Regions from separate parts of the Bos taurus genome. Here region 2 is linked to region 1. The links are chromatin contacts, called in public Hi-C maps. All regions are on one chromosome and are shown on one strand. Each heading gives the region's core, a stretch centred on a gene start, on an enhancer-like site or on the middle of the called end of the contact. The rest is flanking DNA. Distances are from core to core; before and after follow the strand shown.

Evidence for each region. A called contact is a pair of places that touch in the nucleus more often than the background predicts.
Region 2: a contact with region 1 is called in a Hi-C map of liver, with 1.9 times the contacts expected there. The contact joins two enhancer-like sites. A contact is called at or near these places in 2 of 11 Hi-C or Micro-C datasets (liver and skeletal muscle).

The regions. Positions count from the first base shown.
Region 1 is chr11:71,305,983-71,311,509 of ARS-UCD2.0, reverse strand. No RefSeq gene overlaps it. Among named protein-coding and RNA genes, the nearest start is that of PLB1, 27 kb to the right of the region's middle. Within about 2 kb of position 2,714, at least 19 of the 102 cell types and tissues checked have an H3K27ac peak or open chromatin away from gene starts, as enhancers often do. A contact at or near this core is called in liver, where this site is marked.
Region 2 is chr11:71,999,298-72,004,824 of ARS-UCD2.0, reverse strand. All of the region lies in intron 13 of SLC4A1AP (solute carrier family 4 member 1 adaptor protein), which reads left to right. Among named protein-coding and RNA genes, the nearest start is that of SLC4A1AP, 28 kb to the left of the region's middle. Within about 2 kb of position 2,479, at least 3 of the 102 cell types and tissues checked have an H3K27ac peak or open chromatin away from gene starts, as enhancers often do. A contact at or near this core is called in liver, where this site is marked.

The sequences.
Region 1 (5,527 bases), core at 1,465-3,964:
CCAGTTCTTGTGGTTGTGAGTAAAACTGCTGTGAACACTTTTGGACAAGTGTTTGGTGACTATATGTTTTTATTTCTCTTGGGCATATGCTTGGGAATGGAATTGGTGAATTACAGGGCAGACGTATATTTAACTTTATAGGAAACTGTCAAACAGTTTTCCAAAATAGACCCTTTTACAGCCCCACTAACAATGTCTGAGTCCCAGTTGCTCCATGTCCTTGCCAACATTTAGTATTGTTGGTCTTTTTAGGTGTAGCTGTTCAGTAGGTGTAAAATGTGATTGTATGGTGGTTTAATTTGCGTCTCCTGATTAACTCAATGATGTTGAGCAATCTTTAATTGTTTATTGGCCAATCTTCTTTTGTGACATGTCTGGTCAAGTTTTCTGCTCTCTTTTATCTAATATTTCTTTATTTGGGGGGAAGTTCCTTTTTATTGGAGCTTCCCAGGTAGCACTATTGGTAAAGAACCTGCCTGCCAACACAGAAGATGTAGGAGATGTGGGTTCAACCCCCGGATTGGGAAGATGCCCTGGAGAAGGACATGGCAACCCACTCCAATATTCTTGCCTGGAGAGAGGACTCTGGCTGGCTACGGTCCATGGGATCGCAGAGTGGGACACGACTGAAACGATATTGATCTGTTGGTATTCTGTATATATTCTGGACACCAAAACTTTTTCAGATATATGTTTGGTGAATATTTCTTTGTTAGACTGGCCTGCTGATTTTTGTGACAATGTCTTTTGATTTTTAAAGAAAATTTTGATGAGGTCTAATATATAAATCTTCCATTAAAAAAATGGTTTGTGCTTTTCATGATCTGTTTAATAAAACTGTCTTCTGCAAGGTCATGAACATTTTCTGCTCTGTTTTCTTTTGGAAGTTTTATAGTTTTAGGTTGCCTGTTTAGGTCTATAATCCATCTTAGCATAGTTTTGGAGTATGATGTAACAGTCAATATTCATTGTTAAATATGTGAATATCCAGTTATTCTACCGCCATGTGAAATTAAAGACTTTTCTTCCCCATTGAATTACCTTGATTTGCTGATGATCAGTTGACTGTATGTGTGTGGATGTAGTTCTGGATTCTGTTCCTTTGATCCCATTGTCTATTCTTATGCCAAGACCCACCATTTGATTACTAGAGCTTTAAACCAGCTCTAGAAATCAAGTCCTAAAGCAGGTAGCAAGAATCCTCCATGGGGCAGCACAGTTTTGAAATATGAACCCATTTCCTCAAGTATGTATCCTCTGCCCTTTTCACCACAATTCTGTGCTGATTGCCAAAGGGAAATAAGCACAATCTCAAGAGCAGTCAAAAAAGGGAGACTTCCTGGCTTTGGTTTTGAAAGCCCAAGTCCTCCAAGGACTAGAGACAAAACATTTGGGGAACAAAGGGTGATAAAAAGTGGCTCATCCATCCACTTCTAGTTAACAATTCTTCTAAGATGAGAGAACCCACCCTAGGCTTGGTGGAAGGAACCAGAACAACCATGCATCCCTACCTTGGGGTTAGAATCTCAGGGAGGCAGGGGAACCCTTGCAGAACACCTCCTGTCTCTGATGGCCCAGGGAAGCAGAATGAATCCTGGACCCTCACTGTGGCCCTGGGGAAGAGCTGTGCCCTGAACAGCCTATGTATCAGAACAATGGCCATCCCAGAAGGGGGATGAAAAGTTACCCTAGTGCGTGTGGTTTTCTGTCTGTCCTGACGCTAAGAAAGGGGAGAAGGAATCATGAATTGACTGTAATTAATGTCCTGCCACTCTAGTAGCAAGGGGTCTGAGCTGAGTCATAGGGAAGGGAAGCAAGTAATATCCTGAAGCACATGAGTTTATTATTTAAAGTTTATCCTGCTTTAAATGGAACTTCTAACAATCCATATTTAAATAACTGAGGCTAATGATAATAAAGAGTGAAGGTGGAGGAGAGGAGCCCTCCTTTCTGCTGGGAGAGGGACTGGCGAAGAGGAATCAGGGGGGTGCAATGGCCAGTCCATTCGCCTGCCTCACCAATGTTTTAGCTCCTGCATCTAGGATCTCAAGATGCTGTGAAACAACTCATCCTGTATTCTTCTGAGATCTAGTGCCTCCTCTGTTCTGAAATGCCTTATTAAAATCCCTCCCCTTGATGCATCAATCTTGTCTTGAGCAATTCAAAAGACATCAGAGTGGGTCCCAGGTGATACCTCAAGATCCTCATGGGGCAACGCTTGAAGGTGAGTCCCATTTCCTACACGGAAGGACCATCTGGGGAGCCGAGGCTCAGAGTGAGGACACCGTCTTACCCTGGTTGCAGAGAACACCCACGTGGGTCTGCCTCCGCTTCACAGCCCTGCGTTGTCGTCCATGCCATCCATGCCGTCCATGTCCTGACTGCGCCCATGCTAGGAATGGGGAAACTGATGCTTCAGCACTATTTACTAAGTGCAGGAAATCTAGTTTGCATGTTGTTTTGCTTATAGTAGTATGTTCTGCTTGTACTTTAACTCCAAGAATGTAAAGCAAACATTTCAGAACATGTTGAATTAATACCTCCCCTTTGCTGAGATCCCATTTCCACCAAATGTCCAGAAATGGGACATGTGGATAATGGAAAACAGACCCAAAATATTTGCTTGACTGGCACCATGGATTAGGGCGTACAGGAGAGTGTAAACACACACACCCACTCCACGTACGCACCCTGCAGATTGAGCCCTGGATTAAGGTCCTTTCAAAGCAGCCAAGGCTAGGCTGCCAAGTTCAGGGTTGCCTGGGGCCTGGCTGTGCTGGGGTGAGGCTGGGGTGCTTGGGTCAAAGAAACACAGTGTCTTGGAACCCAGTGAGAGCCGCTGCACCCGCTGCCCAGAAAGGGGTGGGGGCTGTCAACCCATGTTCAGAAGGCTACTGTCACCTCACCCAAAGGTTGGCAGAAAGCCTGGGGGAAGGGGGAAAGGACTTCTAGCTTGTCCTGACTGGCTTTTCCTAGCTCCCGTCTAGGGTCTTGTGGCCCCTTCTTCCAGCAGGACTCCTGGCACATGTTTAAGTGGCCCAGCTTGAGGGAGCATTGAACTCATTCACCCTCCCAGCAGTTGGGCCATGACGCGCATGGGCCTCTTACTCATCCCGAAGTCATCAGTCATGTTTCCAGGAGTGTGAGTAATTCAGGGAGGGAGGGGGAGGGGAGAGGACTGGCGATTGTGGGGGTGGGATGATGTTGAAGAGGCAACGTGGCCCCAAATGAGCCCTCATCCCTCTTATTCCAAAGCTGGAAATGTTACTTGTTTTGAGAAGTAATGCATCCTTAATCTGCTGCAAAGTGTGGTGTGTGTGTGTGTAATGCTGACAGTTTAAGGAAATTGGAACCCAAAGCAATAAGGACTTCTCCCTTCATTCCAAGGCAGCTGAGAAAGTGTGGTAGCCCAGAGAAGGGTTGCCAGTAGGATACCTCTGGGACTTATTGATAAAATATGAACTCACATTGTTCTAACACATTATCCCATGTGTCTCTCTGAGGGGAACGTAAGCTCAGAAAAGTCTTGTGAGTTGCCCACCATTGGAGACTATCAGAGCTGGGAATAGAACCTGGGTCCCCACACTAGTCCAGTACCCACCTCTCTGGACTGTGAGATCTGGTCTATGCAAGCCCCTGGACTTGTTTTCTCTGCCTGACCAGCTTCCATAGCTGGGTCAGCCTGGACTCGATGGTTGTCCTCACCCTTTCCCACATCACATTCTCACAGAGGTCCTGGCAGTGGGTACTGCTGATGAAGTTCAAGTCCAGATTGTTTTCCCCTCTTCTTGCTTTGGGGCCTGGCTGCCCCAGAAGAGGGTGGAATCTCTCCTAAGCCAGTAACAGGTGGAAAAGTCGGGAGACCACCTGTGGGGTGGAGAGCTGGTGAGCTGGTCAGCCTGGACTGTAAGAGGTGCCCAAGGAAGGGTCCTTCTGGCCCAAACCTGAGGAGTCAAGTACAGCAGTCAGGCATTTGGGCTATGGATCAGCTGAGGAAACTGACGTCTTAACCCTGTATCTGAGTTTCTTATGTTTCCTGGCACACTCCTCTCCAGGGAGCGAGAATGGATGGGATACATAGAATACATCTTTAATACTCTGGAAGAGGAAATCCTGCAGGAGATACACCTGGAAAAGGAACTCCCACTAGGTAAGCGGGCTTCCCAAGTGGACTAGTGGTAAAGAACCTGCGTGCAAATGTAGGAGACGTAAGGAACCAGGGTTCAATCCCTAGAGGAGGGCATGGAAACCCACTCCAGTATTCTTGCCTAGAGAATCCCATGGACAGAGGAGCCTGGCAAGCTACAGTCCATGGGGTTACAAAGTGTCAGGCATGACTGAAGCGACTCAGCACACATGTACTTAGTGAGTACTTACCGTGTTCCCAGACACTGTGTTATGTTTCACATGTATTATCTTTTTGGATCTTCACAAAAACTCCCTGTGAGACAGGCTGTATGATTCTCATTATACTGTGAAGAAGCAGAGGCATCAGAGCCTATGTAACTTGAGCTACATCAGCCAACTAGTAAGTGAGGGAGGCAAAATTTGAATTCCGATCTGACAGTTCAGTGCCTACTCCATAGAGTCATCCTGCCTTAGAAAGTCTACAACAACACAGGAAATACATCCTAAACCACCTCGTCTCAGGGCCTAACCTCAGATGGCAATCAAAGAGAAAGCTGTTGTCACAGGAGAACGCCTCGTTGAGACCAGAGCCTCTTATCAGCTGAATTGCGTTCCCCTTTAATTCATAACTCCAGGAGATAGTGAAGGACAAAGAAGCCTGGCGTGCTGCAGTCCATGGTGTCACAAAGAGTCAGACACGACTTAGCAACTGAACAACAACAAGATTCATAAATATTGAACTCCTAATATGATTGAATTTGGAGACAGGATCTTTAAATAGGTAATTAAGTTAAAATGAGGTCATATGGGTGGGTTAGGGTGGCTTTCATCAATGTGACCGGTGTCCCTATAAAAAGAGGAGGTCGGGGCACAGACACACACAGAGGGAAAACCATGTGAAGTCATAGGGAGAAGGCAGCTATCTGCAAGCCAAGGAAAGAGGCTTCAAAAGAAACCAGCCTGCAGACTCATTGGTCTTAGACTTCCTGCCTCGAGAATCATGGGAAAATAAATTTCTGTTTAAGCTGCTCCATCTACGACATTTGGTTATGGCAGCCCCAGTAAATTAATTCAGAACCTCCTTTAAAATTCACCTCTGTGTTCTCTGCACATGGTAGGCACAGCATCCACGTTGGCTGATGAGCTGCTGCTGCTGCTAAGTCGCTTCAGTCGTGTCCGACTCTGTGTGACCCCAGAGACGGCAGCCCACCAGGCTCCCCCATCCCTGGGATTCTCCAGGCAAGAACACTGGAGTGGGTTGCCATTTCCTTCTCCAATGCATAAAAGTGAAAAGTGAAAGTGAAGTCGCTCAGTTGTGTCCGACTCCTAGCGACTCCATGGACTGCAGTCCACCAGGCTCCTCTGTCCATGGGATTTGCCAGGCAAGAGTACTGGAGTG
Region 2 (5,527 bases), core at 1,230-3,729, 690 kb before region 1:
TTATTTAAACAAAATTGCATGTGCAATCCTAATACTTGAACAGTTAAAAATATACCTAACTCTGGTTGAGTTGAAGGCATCAGGATTGGATGTACACACATACATACACCTGCATGCATATCTTCCTCTCCTCACTCTACTCTCACAGTGACCTTGAGGAATCCTAGGTGCTTCACAGAGCACAGTCTGCTTTAGGAAGGCAGATTTCTAAATGTTCTGGGAATAGTATGTACAATCCTATGTCTGGAGAGCATGAGAGCAAGTAGGATTCCATTGGCCAAAATAAAATATAAACATGTAACTTGTACAGTTAACATCAGTGTTTAAAAGACCAGCACGTGGATCTTAGCTTCTTTTTATCAAATAGGAGGCTTTGGGGACATGACTTATATTCCTTGAGCCTCAGTTCTGTCCTGTTTGAAGCCAGGACAGTAATGCTTTTAGCTCTTTGGATATCGGGTTTATTCTAGGATCACATGAGACCATGTAGACAGATGTGCTTTACACAGTTTTGAAGATACTAGTAGCTGTTATTCACCACAAAAAAGATCATAACATCTGGGCTGACTTACCTGTGAGAGACTGGATTGTATCAGTGATTCACCACTGTAGCTGCTTATTAAAATTACCTAGGGAAATTTTAAAAGTTTTTGATTCTAATACTTGGATCCCATGTCAGATCAATCTAATGAGAATCTTTGGCTTCCCAGGTGGTCCAGTGGTTAGGCTGCTGCACTTCTGCAGGGGACACGAGTTCAGTCAGGAACTGAGATCCCATATGCTGTGTAGTGTGGCTAAAAATAAATAAATCAGAATCTCTGGGTCAATCCCTTTTAAAAGCAGTCCAGGTGATTTTAATGTACAACCATAGTGGAGAACCTCTGAAGTGGAGTTGGCAGACCTTTTTTTTTTTTTAATTAATGGCCAGGTATTTTAGACTGGCACGCCATACAATCTGTTGTGTCTACTCAGCTCTGCTGTTGGAGTGCAAATGGCATAGACAGTATACAATGAATGAGTGTGACTGTTCCAATAAATATTTACTCATAAAAACAGGTGGTAGGCCAGGCTTGGCCCAACCTCAGCTCTAGGCTAATTCACTTTTCAGGGTCTCATTAGATTCAAGATGTTCCTTAAACTTCTTCAGGATATTTGAAAAGTTTCTAATCAAAAGGCTAATTACCTGCTCCTGTACTATGTGGTTGTAGTTTTTTGGTTATCCAAAATCTAAGTGATCCAGTGTCCTTTTCACAGAAATGGAGGCAAGGTTATTAGACATTACAAAAAATATTGTTAACACCAAGAATTCAACAGGTTATCTGTGAGCAGGGTGTCCCTGGTCTACTCTCGTGGCCTCCTTAGGAATTCTGCATCACATCTGCCTCTGTATTTAAAGAGCAATGGGAAGCCACTGGGATGTCAGTGATAGTGAAATGGTCAGATTTGGGTCTTTTAAAGAACACTCAAGCTACCGGTGGGAGGAAGGATGGAAGAGGAAAGAGGATGCAGGAAGACCAGTCAGGAGTCTGCTGCAGATATCCAGCTGAAAGACGATGGCAGCTTGAATTAAGTGGAGATCAAGATGCAGAGACAGAAAGGGGTCCTTGCAACAATTTAACGAGTAAGATGGCGGAGACTGAGTGATGGATTGTCTGGGAGTAAAGGGGGAGGAGGCTGGAGGGTAATTCCTCAGTCACTGGCTTGTACATCTGAATGGCTGATGCTGTTTGCTGAGATGAGGGGATACTGGAGGAGGACCTGCTGGAGGTGGAGGATATCATAGATGTCATCTGGACAAGTTGAACTTGATGTCCCTTTAAGACATCTAAGTAAAGATATCTAGAAAACAGTTGGATAAAGAGGTCTGGATCTCAGAAGAGGGCTTGAGAACAATTTCAGTCTTCACCAGCTGAGCCTAAGATTCAGACCAGGTGGCAGGCAGAAATTTTGCAGGCAGCCTCCAGTCTTGGACAACTGGTCTCCAAATCTTTGGTACGGGGAACAGTGTTTTTGGCTACAGGTACTCATTTATTTGGGGAAAAAGTAAGTGCTACAGTGAGCAGCATTCTGGAAAGAAAAGGTCAGTGGCATGAATTTAAACAGAATCTCTGTCTGCTTTTGGACATTTCTAGTGATTTTGCACAGTACCTGGTATATGCAATAAATGTTTGTTGAGTGCCTGCTCTAAAAATTTCCCCTGGAATTGTCCCAATCTAGGATAGAAAGTATGAAGTCCCATTATTTACCTGTAGCCCATTATGAGCCTTTACCCGTTACTACTTCACTGGAACTGGAAGGAGTTAACTATGTGGGAAATAATGACACAGTTCCTATCTATTGAACTTTGAAATCATCCACAGCCTGGGGGATCTGTTGCTTTACCATTGAAATGCTGCCACCTCCCAGATAGGGTGTGACAAGTGACCAGCAGCTGTGGACGGCTTCCTGAGAATGGGAGCCAGGGGGAAGCCTGCCAGCCCTGTGGCAATCAAAAGCAGGAATCCAAACCCCTGTTGAGGCTGAGTTCTCATGCAAGGTTTGGTCCACCCCTGTTTGGACCCAGCAGGTTTGATGAACTGTTGGGAAATGACGTAAAACTCTCCTTGACCTTTCTGGAGGGTGGGTCACAGCATCAAGCCAGTATGGCGTCTTCTCGTGACAGGTTGCTCTTTGATCCTGAGATGCCTCACTTGATGTGGGCATTGAGAACCATTTTTCAAGATTTCTTCTCAGCAATCTGAGAGGACTTTGCCCTGCTTTGTTTTAGAGATTTGGTGCAAGCACAGTCCAGGGTGGGACTGAGAGAGACTTCTATTATAGGGTCATATAATATTATATGGGTCCCCCAAAATTATAATATATATTATATATTATAGGGTCCCCCAAAGAGGACCCAGCATGGATGACAGGTTTGAGGGCTCAGCATATGATGGGAACAGTGGTTCCCACTGAGTGTAACTCCACCTTCTTCATTCCCCAAATCAATCTTTATTTCGAGTCTTCATAGAATTTGTAATTCATTTTAATGAGATATCAATAGAATTGATGGTATGACTTTGAATAGATTTCTATTTGGAAAATGGGAAAAGATTTAAGAATAACTCTCCTTTTAAACTTAGTCCACATCCTTGGTTCTGACTGTGCTAATTGCCAATTTGATATGGAATTTTAAGTGTAGCATTTAGAGTCCTCATTTATCCTTAAAAGTAAAAGTCTATTTACTTCCTGCAGAGGACAATTTTTCTTGCCATCTAACCCGTGAAAGAGCATCTTATAAATCAAGTGTATATCTTATATCTCTTGAGGAAGCATTTCTGCAGGCTTCATAAGCCTTTAGTGGAAAAGGATTCTATAACCATCGTGTCTAAATGTTTGTAGTAGAGGGTAGTATATAACATGAAACATATATCTCTTGAGGTCTTTGTCTGAAACCAAACACTGTGATTTTGTTTTGCTCAGCCATTTAAAGTACCTTCTTTTTTTTTCTTTTAGCATTAAAAAAAGACTGACCCCAAGTCAATCTTAAAAATTTCTCCATGTAGAGGTTTTAGGATTCATTCCTCTGTATCACCCCCTGCCCTGACCCAAGCTCCACTCCCCTCATGATTCCTCCCAGATTTCCCTTCCTTTAGTCTGTGCCTCATCCAGCTCTTGTCCACACCTCTGAGCTCTCCTAAAAAGAGAAAAACCCAAAAGAACTTCTTGGCCAGTACATCACTGAGCAGAATCCTCATCTCTGAAACCTCAAAAGCCTCTCCATTATCCAAATTCATTTGAGGCTTTAGAATCTGTATTATAGGGTTCCTGTAATTTTTGATCATAACTGATTCCCATATGCTCTTATCGCTTCCCTTTCTGCCACCCAACCACCTGTACCCTATACTCTAGTAACAATAGATTTGCCCTGAACAGACCTTTTACTTCTAACCATATTGTCCATCAAGCCTTGCTGTACATGGCCTTGAGCCTCCGTTTCCTTGTTTATTAAATAGAGAAAATATGAGCTACCTCAGAGTATTGTTGTGGAGATTAAATAACTGAGCTATCTATAAAAACTTTAGCCATTCTTGATACATAATCAGCTCCCCAGAATGTGGTCCTCTTGGGCTTCCCAGGTGGCGCCAGTGGTAAAGAACCCGGTAAAGAATGCAGGGGACGCTAGGGACTGGGGTTTTATCCCTGGGTGGGAAAGATCCCCTGGAGGACGGCATGGCAACCCACTCCAGGATTCTTGCCTGGTGAATCCCATGGACAGAGGAGCCTGGTGGGCTACAGTCCATGGGGTCACAAAGAATTGGACATGACTGAAGCACCTGGGCATGCAGCATGCAGTGTCCTGGCTTGTGTCTACTGGGTAGAGTCCTACCCATTTTTCAAAAGTTCAGCCTGAGTCTCACTATCTTCAGGAAACCTTGATCATCCTGATTGTCACTAAACCCCCCTCTCCTCAGCAGCCCTACAGACTGTATTTCTGCTTCTGTGATGGCTCTTGCTTGGATGGCCTGACAGCTGTTAATTATGTGTGTGCTTGGGCCATTTACGTTTGTAAGCATTATGAGTTGAGGACAGGAACTATCTTATTTTGTACCCCACCTGCACCTCATGGAACTTACCAGTTCACAAAATAGGTGCTCAGCTAACTTGCTTTACACGACTGAGGGTTGGAGGGCAAGTTCAAGTCCTGGCCCTTCTTACCATTGGGTTTTCCAGGCAGAGAAGGGGCCTTAGAGCTCTTTGTTTCCAGAACTTTTGCAGACAAGCTGGATAATCTCAGCACCTACCATTTTAGCAGTCTTAATGCAGGCAGAGGCCTGGATTCCTGTCCTACTTGGGGAAAAATCGGGCAGAACTACCCCTTCCCATCAAGGAGTTCTGGGTTACAGCAGCTGGCTTTAATTTGGGCTTTAAGTCCTCTGCTGGCCCTGGAAAATCTTGATCTGGATGGTTGGCTCTGGTTTCTTCAGGCTGTCACGCGCAGCCCTTCAAAAGTCAATGCAGCTATGTCAGGGAGTGACCACAAGAGGGCAGTAAAGCTCCATCGCTATACAGGAGTTGAATGCCAGAAGACAAACGTTTCAAAGCAGAAGAAAGAATAAGAAGATCCTGAACTCTTTCACAATCAGGATTCTGAAAGACTTCAGGGCAGCAAGCTGGTTCAGGTCACCAGAGTCTTCCCAGGCCTAAGACCTGGAAGCAGCAAATTAGGGACTCTGACAAGCTCCCCAGATCTCTTCCCAGCCTGTTATTTTTGGTGCTTCGTTTCACCTGGAGAAAGTCATCCTCCAGTCTTCATGCAAATATTCTATGGAGGAGTTTGCTGCTGCTGCTATCTGTCTTAAAAGTAAAAAGAGGAGCTATTATCACCTTTTGTCTAAGGAAACAGGCTCAGAAAATGAAGCAACTTGCTCAAAGGCATGCCAAGTTCATGGTGGAACCGTAGTTCCAGATTCTTTGCTCATTCCTTCTAGTTTTCAGTTGTTTATATTTGTAAGGTTTGTGAGTTTCTTGAGCAAAGACTACAGCTCAT